Regions from separate parts of the Danio rerio genome. Here region 1 is linked to region 2. The links are chromatin contacts, called in public Hi-C maps. All regions are on one chromosome and are shown on one strand. The core of a region is the stretch at or near the end of the contact, and the rest is flanking DNA. Distances in the headings are between cores, read along the strand shown.

What was found. Hi-C and Micro-C count contacts between places; a contact is called where the count stands out from the background.
Region 1: a contact with region 2 is called in a Hi-C map of embryo, with 1.8 times the contacts expected there. The contact joins two enhancer-like sites. A contact is called at or near these places in 3 of 18 Hi-C or Micro-C datasets (caudal fin, embryo and hematopoietic stem cells) and 1 of 4 datasets of contacts at active chromatin or transcription factors (caudal fin).

Annotation. Positions count from the first base shown.
Region 1 is chr15:13,854,656-13,859,336 of GRCz12tu, reverse strand. All of the region lies in intron 1 of prkd2 (protein kinase D2), which reads right to left. Among named protein-coding and RNA genes, the nearest start is that of prkd2, 46 kb to the right of the region's middle. Within about 2 kb of position 2,961, at least 8 of the 62 cell types and tissues checked have an H3K27ac peak or open chromatin away from gene starts, as enhancers often do.
Region 2 is chr15:13,783,944-13,788,914 of GRCz12tu, reverse strand. strn4 (striatin, calmodulin binding protein 4) reads right to left here. Exons shown (of 18, transcript XM_021466324.3): 9 at 2,427-2,545; 10 at 734-909; 11 at 538-585. Among named protein-coding and RNA genes, the nearest start is that of prkd2, 25 kb to the left of the region's middle. Within about 2 kb of position 2,439, at least 8 of the 62 cell types and tissues checked have an H3K27ac peak or open chromatin away from gene starts, as enhancers often do.

The DNA.
Region 1 (4,681 bases), core at 1,712-4,211, 70 kb before region 2:
GTTATATTACTGAGCCAACACAAAAGTATTGGTGAAAAACGGTAATTTTAGAAGAACATATCAAATGGCTTTTAGACGTGTTGCATTTAAATCTTCAATTATTTATTAAAATACTGCAGAAAAACAAAAGAAAAAATGTGATGAATGTAAATAAGAAAAAGTCAGGTATATGTTTTGTTTTAGTACTACTGTAACGGGGAGACTGACACGGAGGGATCCATTTTGCAGTATTTATTAAGTCACACTTTACTTCACAAACAACACGCACGAATGTGCGAACATGCAACATTAACAGCAATGAAGGTTTTAGGGCTGGCAGCTGACAGACACAGAGTGATGTACCAGGCATGGGTCGGAGGCAGGCGGCGTGATTCAGAGTCCGTGTAACAGGCTTGGGTCGAGAGCAGGCAGCGAGTATCAGAGTCCGTGTAACAGGCTTTAAGTCGTGGGCAAGCAGAAGGCAGAGCAGAGTCAGGAAACGGGCTGAAGTTGTTCACAGGAGATCAGGCAGGAAAGAACGCTCAGTAATGCTGGCCGGGGCTAAACAAGACTTCGCAAAGACTGTGTGTGTGAGAACTGCTTATAAAGGGTACATGGGTCATTAGCGGGATGAAGATCAGGTGTGCTGGATCAGTGTAAAAGGATGATGTAATGCTAAAAGTCCGGAGATAGTGGCCTCTGCAGGCCAGCAAAGGGGAATGACTGGGACCGAGTCGGTGACAACTACATTGTATAAATCAAAAATAAATGAATAAAGAATGAACTTTTTTCTGCATGTAGGATAATGAAGGTGATGTTGATTTAAGTTTTGATTATTTTAAATAAGGAAAATTGTCTTTTACAAGCTTTGTTGCTCTCCAAGATTATGCATTTCAACCTATTGCTTTTTACATTTTAAAGAAAGTTTAAAAGGCTTTGCATAATACATATTGTAATAAGAGACCCCTTTCTATGTAAAAGATAGATTGAAAGATGGATGGATGGATGGATGGATGGATGGATGGATGGATGGATGGATGGATGGATGGATGGATGGATGGATGGATGGATGGATGGATGGATGGATGGATGGATGGATGGATGGACGGACAATTAATGGACAGACGAATGGACGGATGGATGGATGGATAGATAGATATATACATATATTAATGAATACATCAAATCTGTTAAATGTGAAAATATTTGTTAGGAATGTCTATAAACTTCTAATGCAATTATATTGTTATACATTAGTAATAAGAAGAAACTGAGACAGATATTGCTATTCATAAACTGCAGAAATATATTTTTACCAGTCCGTATAGATCTGAACATAGGTAAGAAGAATGATCATAGAAAAATTGCAGTTTCTTGCAACTTCACAATGTTCATTAAATAATAAATGTCTCGTATAATAAATTATACAATGCAGATTACAGTTATAATACCAAGAACTGTAAAGTTATAATGACATACTTAATGGAATGTATTTACTAAATAAAGGCAAGTTATGAGTACTGAAAATATTTAGCTGAAAAACAAAAATATGAAATCATGTATTATTTATATTGTATTAAATTTCTTTTCATTTAAAATGAAAAATAAAATAAAATGAAACGTGGCTGTTATGATTAATGTTTGATGAATTATGCTTCTTGAAGATACAGTGTTTTCATTTCCTCAAAGACTATTAACTATTTAATTATATCTACAGTGGCCAAGAGAGCTTAACTTGCTGCAATTTAAGATAACACATGCAATTACAAAAAACAGCAGCAAAATGAGAAGAGATCTTCATCGGTTTGACAGCACACATGCTGCAAATCCTCACAATGCAAAAACATTTTTAGAAACCCCCTGCGTTTTTTCACAACCAATTTTTTGTTTTTTTAACGCGCTGCAATTTCTCACTTTCAAATAGCACAGAATACAATAAAAAAGTTTGAAGAGTGCCCTAAAACATGACAGCCTCGGCTATTTAGTTTATGGTTATTTAGGCTTATAAAAATATAAAAGACAAGGGAATCAGCATGTTAAAATCATCAAACAAAAAAACTCACCTTTCAAAGACAATCTACAACCTCACTCACCAATAGTGACAGCACAGTGGTGTCCGTCATGTTTTTGGGTTCCCTTAAAACATTCTTTTGTGTTCCGTATTTTTATTTATTTTTTTTTTTTGTGTTGTGAGAAAATGCAGCACATTTTTTTATGCGTATGCATATTCGTTGTGAGGTTTTGCATTATGTGTGCTGTCAAACAGATGAAGAAGATCTCTTCTTAATTTGCTGGCATTTTTGGAATTGGATGTGTTTTCTTAAATTGCAGCACATTAAGCTCTCTCAGCCACTGTACATATCATTGGATAGTCAATCTCATATGAAAGCAAAGTTACATATTGTCAGAAAATCATCTAATTCATACAAATTCATAAGATTTCTTTTATCTTAAAGACTATCATTTTTAAAAGGCGGCGTACACTTAAACACCACCCCTAACCTTTATTAAGGATGAGCTAATCTTTTGTACAAATAAGATCATACAAATAATTACAATTTAGCCATTAAATCAAAAAGTTACGAATTGCCATTAGAATGCATTGAATAATTCTAAAAGTATAAGAAGGTGTACAAGGTACCAACATTGTTTAAAATATCTACAACGTTCAGCTACAAAAACAGCTTAAAAAGCAATGACAGAATAACAATGATCTAAAAATAATAATAACAGTGACAGAATTTTCGTTACTGGGTGAACTGTCTCTTTAAGATTTTCAGTTATGGCCTGGAGCATTTTTGAAACCGTATGGCGATGTTAAACCAACAAAAACAATTTCCATCCAAAGCCTTTTAATCCACAGGCATGTGGAGAAGCAAAAGACACAGAGGACGCAGTTCTTTGATGAAGATCTTGCAGGGGGATTCCTGCACGGTGTGGCACGGAGCCCATTTTGTGCTAATTAGCATGAGAGCTGGCGTGGAGGATTCGGTTGGTTGCCTTTCATTTCGAGCTGACAGCTGTGTCCGTGCTGAGATATAAGCCTGAAAGCCAGTCAACTGTGATACCTGAGTACTTCTGCATTACAGCCATCGTATGCCAATCAATGTAGAGAAAAATCCCACTTGGCAGAAAGCAATAACCTGGCATGAGAAGATTAGCTAGCCGAACAAGCCAACATGGACCAAGTTTGAAATGACAACACCGGGTACAGTCAATGACATGACAAAGGTGCAGTGTTACATATAAGAAGGGAAGGAAAAACAATATATTCACCCCGCATTGCGGGTCAGAGGGAGTGTTGGACGTCGGGTTGATCATGCCAGGCAAATGCATAGGGTTTATCAGTGGAGCAGATCTCCTGAATTCTTTATAATCCGCCATTCAACACATGTCATACAACTCAGTGAGCTGGAAGCCATCACAACAACAGCATACCGAACCTGACTCTCTCTGAAGGCCCCTCATCTTGTGTCTTTGTTGCTGCACGAATGGCACTGAAGAATGTCAATGGGATTTTCCACTGTGGATCATGGAATTATCTTAGATAACTTTGGACATTCTCAGACCTTTGAAAGTTATGGAAAGGTTCAGTGGAGAGAGCTTCAGTAATGTTATTTTGCTTTATATTGTCTTCAGTCTGGACCACAGTTTCTTTTAGCTAATTTTATTAAATTTTTATTTAACTTAAATTACATCTTTTAATGTGTGTGTATTGTATGATAGTGTGAAATCAACTTACATTTAGGGGTTCCACAAGGCTCGATTTAGGGACCTATTTTATTGTCGCTGAAAATGAATGATTTACCTGGAGTATATAATGATTATAATGTTCAGATGCATGTAGATGATGCAAATAATTTATGCAAATAATTGGAAATAATTGTGTTCATTATCAAACCTGATTTGGTAAATTAATTCTAAATACATTGGCTAACCAAATCAGGTTTAATGAACACACAATATTGCTAGCATGATTTTTGCAAAACAAACTGTACTAATGACACATTTAAAGGTATTCCTGAGAGAGAATGAGCTTTACAAAGCAATGGAGTTTGCTCCTTTAAAGCCACATAACGAAGTTATTGAATATTGTTATATTTATATATATAAAAAAGAACAATAACAATAATATGCTCAAAGTGATGTTTTCTTTCATTCTTGACTTAGAGGTAAAAAAAATGAAGTTTTTGTTCTGCAGTTAGTGTAGTTTGAATGAAGGTCCTGAACACTATAGTCGACCTCATTAATGAATGCATCTTGATAGTATTTAACATGAGATAAATCAGTCAGTTATCATTTTCAGATCCTTCAATGCTTCAACTTCCACTTAAAAATGACTCCTTTTTCTCTGTTTACTAGCAAAAACTTAGTCTCTGTTGAGTGTGCTTAACTTTTACACTTTTACAAGGAAAGTCAATGGGGTCCAGTGTAGTTTGAACCCCCTAACTTTTGAATTTTACCAGTTTATAAACAATGAAGAGTAAATGATGTTCCCTTTGAAAATATAATTCGCTTTGCATATTGCGTACTTTAAAACATTGGCTCCCAAACCCAGGGTACCGGTTCACGGATCAATTATGCACAATAAATAATTAATTGTTTCTGTTTTATTTATCTGAACGCACATCTGAACAATCAATTATTTTGAAAAAAATAATTTAATTTGAAAAATGGCTATATTCTCTATATTACATCTTGT
Region 2 (4,971 bases), core at 1,190-3,689:
ATTTCATTTATTTAGATCAACAGAGATGAGATCAAGTCTTTTTTATGAAGTGATATTATAATAAATTCCAATCAAAAATAAATAAATAAACTGCTTTATGGTTTTCTGAGGTGTCTAATGGTATTCAAGTACAAAAATCAAATGTCAAATAGCAGATCGTCAATGTATAAATAATTTAAAACAATATAATATTTAATAATATACTATTTTTTTAATAATAATATTAATATATATATATATATATATATATATATATATATATATATATATAATATTTAATTAAAATATTTAACAAATAATCTTGCAATGTGTGTATTGAAGACGCACACATTGCGATATCAATCATCAAATCATACATTGTTCATCCCTAGTTTATACTAATAACTTTGCAGTTTTGTTTTTAAAGAAATGGGTCAGAAATGACCTGAATACATCATGACAGCGACTGAGTTTTAGACTCATGATTTTGCCTAAAGCACCAGACAGAGTTTGTTAGCTGTGGCTCATGTTATGTGATTTTCAGCTGGACTCGCTCACCTGTGTGCTCGGAAAGTATAAATAGGCTCAACGTCCAGCGCTGCATTTCTGTGAAAACACAAACGAGACGCTCAGCACACAGAGACACAACTCAGTTATAGATCAATAATTCTAAATATGCTTCCAGAGACACCTACACTAACGCAATTCTATCCGCACAAGGAGGCGATAAAGTACAGGCTGCTTTGGCTCTTACTTTTTTGAGTGCATGGCCTTGTTGAGGTTCCACAGTTTGAGCGTCCCATCCTCAGATGCAGACAGCAGCACGGCCTGACTGGGGTGAAAGGACAGCGCTCGGATGGCGTCAAAGTGGCTTCGCAGTGTGAAGCGAGGGTTCCACGTTTTCTTGAACTCTTCTCGACTGTCCTGCAACTGGACATGGAACCAAAATTATCAAAGACTTGTTTGCATATTATGAAAGAATTCTATACTTGAAAACTGCCCATATTCCGTTAAAGGGTACCTATGATGCAAAATAAACTTTTAGAAGCTGTTTGGACAGAAGTATGTGTAGGTATAGAGTGTCCACAGTCATACTGGAGTGATATAAACACAATAAGTAAGTTTCCTGCCATTAAAATAGGATCCAAATCCCAGTGATTTTGTGGCCCACTGCGATGTGACAGAGTGACGATTTGATTGACAGGTGCATTTTAACATGTCTCCGTGGTAAAGTGTATAAACATGTCCACAGAACAAGATTTCTAGCTCATTTGCATTTAAAGGCACAGGCTACAAAAAACAGTTATACCTTGTTCTAAGCCAAAACTTCTGCATTGTATAATAAATACTCTGCTAGGTAAAATTATCTGAACGAAGACTTACCCTACATCTTGTAAAAGGGGTAAAAAATAGGAGGCCTTAAAAGTTTTCCTGAAAAGCATTTTTTTTGATTAGTGACGACATGACGAGAAAACTAAAAGTAAAATAAAATTAAAAGTAGCTACTTTAGTCTGCAGTTTCTTCTCTTCAGTGTCAGTATCTTGCGCTCAAACAGAGGAAGTTATGCAAGGGCATCTGAGGTATATATATATTCATAAATTTTCTTGTTGGCTTAGTCCCTTTATTAATCCAGGGACGCCACAGCGGAATGAACCGTCAACTTATCCAGCAAGTTTTTACGCAGCAGATGCCCTTCCAGCCACAACCCATCTCTGGAAACATCCACACACACTACCCACAATTTAGCCTAGCCAATTCACCTGTACTGCCTGTCTTTGCATTGTGGGGGAAACCGGAGCACCTGGAGGAAACCCACGCAAACGCAGGGAGAACATGCAAACTCCACACAAATACGCCAACTGAGCCGAGGATCGAACCAGCGACCCTTTTGCTGTGAGGCTTCAGCACTACCTACTGCGCCACTGCTTAGCCCTATATATATATATATATATATATATATATATATATATATATATATATATATATATATATATATATATATATATATATATATATATATAAATACATACATAAATTGCATTTAGATTTTTTGGGTTCCTCCCCTCATTGTTTTCAACACTTTGTTCGATACAGTCTATTATTTTCTTTTATCTGCAAGTGTTTAGATGAGCTCACAATTACAAGTGATTAAGCGACTGAACTTTTGAAGTGGGCAAAAAATTTCAAATACTAGAGGGCATCTGATTGGTTACAAAATCAGATGAGAAGCTGAAGTGATCTGCTCGTATCTTAGAAATTTGATTTTGGATCACACTAGATTTATAACCTCAACACTAACATATTGATAATAATAATTTATGTATTGTGTTCATACTTTATATGTATAATAAGACAAATAATTAGCAACTTCATATAAAGTGCGCTCTGTAGATGGCAGTAATAAGCAGAACCTCACACAGGGAGGTCAGATTACTTTTGACACTTACGTCAATGGTGAGGTCGTTGTCGTTGGCAACAGTGAGGTCAGCCAGCTCTCCGAGGTTCATGTCTCCTCCTCCGACTGCATCCAGAATGAAGACATCGGATGAAAAGCCCAGAGCACCTCCTGCAGGACGGACACACACACAAATATGCTAAAATATATATAAATATGAATATATATATATATATATATATATATATATATGGAATAATATAAGATGGAATAATGTAAGATTTTTAACCCAGTAAACAGGCGAGAAAAAGGCTAATAAAAGCACAAAAGTAGCATTTAATATTAATATCAATGCCTTGGACATTATAAATAATAAAAAGTATTTAATACAAGTATTAATAAATTAATTAATAAATATTAATTAATAAATTAATAAAAGTATTATTAAAAAGTTTTAGTCATCTATATTTGCCCTTATGTAACAGAAGCCAGCTGGTGATCGCGTAAATCTCACTCCTCGGATCCAGTGACAGACGTTGTTCTGCAATCTTTAGCATCCTCGGAGCTTGTCTCCCATAAATACATATATACACTAGATGTCGCCTGGCCTATTGTTGTCTATTGGACGGAATGCGTCAATAGCTCTGCCATCTTGCTACAGGGTAGCACTCCTTTGAAATGAATGCGGGACCAAGGTACAGTGGAGGACTGTGGCCATGCAAAGCCAGAGATATACACATATATCTGAGATCGGGAGTTTTCCTGGATGTCAGTATGTAATTTTTATTTTGTAATTACGAAAATTATAATTTTACATAACTTTTCTACATTGAAAAATGTACTATTCACTCTCCCTGTTAAATTTAATCTAATCCGTGTCCTGAAACACAGCTCCTCTCCTGCTTTCACTTCTCATACTGACGGAGCGAGCGATTCGTTTGTGAATGAATCCCCCGAACGACTCTTTCACTTAGGCGACAATAATACATGTTACGCAGCATCTCGTTGTCATATTTCTTTTGCATTGTTTGCTGATTTTATTCAACAAAACTAGCATAAGCCGAGTGTTTAGTGCGAGTTGGAGCTGCTTTGCCTTATGGTGAATGCAGTAAGTGACTGTTATCATCAATAACGTTCACCTGATTAGCACAAAAGTTCAGAACATACAAAAACAGAAAAAAAACATAATATTATCTATGAAATGTTCTGCCTTTATGCTTTGTTTTCTTTGTTTGCTTGTTACTACACCCGTAGACAGCACTAAAGTCCCGCATCTTCACGTAATAACACTGTCCTGACTAGTGCGGTTGAATGACATTTGTCCTGGGAGCACTGTACCAATGTGGCGGCGCTATTGACGCATGCTCAGGGTCCCTATGCGATATCTAGTGTATATATCTATGGTCTCCCATGCTGGTGTTACACAGCTTGCTCCCTGCTAGGACCGGTGCGGTTACTTGCACATAAACCGTCTTTTGATGAATATGATGTTACACATTCTCTTTCTTTATTGACTCTTTCTTCCATAGACGTGAAGTATTATATTGACGGCTATAAACGTAAGAGAAACAGGAGAGGAAATATTCTAATAATAATACAAAATTGATAAACATTGCCAGGGCTATAAGAACAATTCCAAACAAAGATATTCAAAACCAGAGAGATTTTATGAGAATGTCACACAAGTTTACTTGGAACTGTTAAACAGAGAGTTCAGGTATGATTTAAGGTTGGTAATGGATGGGATGAGTAATTTAAAATAACGTGCAAATGCATTAAAGGAGTGTCTTCAGTTATTCACACAGAACCGTCTAATATGGCATAACTATAAGGAATAATGTTTGCACTGTTTAAACGCAGCTATGTTAGGATTGGGATAGGTTATATATTATGGGAGCCGGCATGGGAGACAAGCTCCGAGGATGCTAAAGATTGCAGAACAACGTCTGTCACTGGATCCGAGGAGTGAGATTTACGCGATCACCAGCTGGCTTCCTTTACATAAGGGCAAATATAGATGAGTAAAACCTCATTTACCCATTTTACTCATACTTTTTATTATTTATAATGTCCAAGGCATTGATATTAATATTAAATGCTATTTTTGTGCCTTTATTAGCCTTTTTCTTGCCTGTTTACTGGGTTAAAAATCTTATACATCATTCCATCTCCACCTGCTGGTGAAAGCTAGAGCAGCGGGCGATCTTCAATCTGCAATCTATTGCTTTTCCTGCAGTTCCTGGATGTAATGTTGAATTTTAACAGTCGAATTTGATCCACTGAATTTATGGAAGCGAATATTTGAACTGAAATAAAATCAACTGAAAATTACCTTTTGAATATTATATTTCGTAATTTTAAAGGGTATTGAATATTTTGTAAGTGAAATCTGAAAATTGAATATGAATTATTGAATTTTTAAGTATGAAAACATGTTTGAAATATTTTTCGTTGAAATATTCACAGCTTAAATAAACAGATATGTTAAATTTCAGGACCTAAAAATACAAGCCCTGGAATTCAAGTCATTAAAATGCAAGAACTTGTTAATACGGTGTATTATTTTTTTCAGTTTGTGCTATTCAACCAGCTTTTTA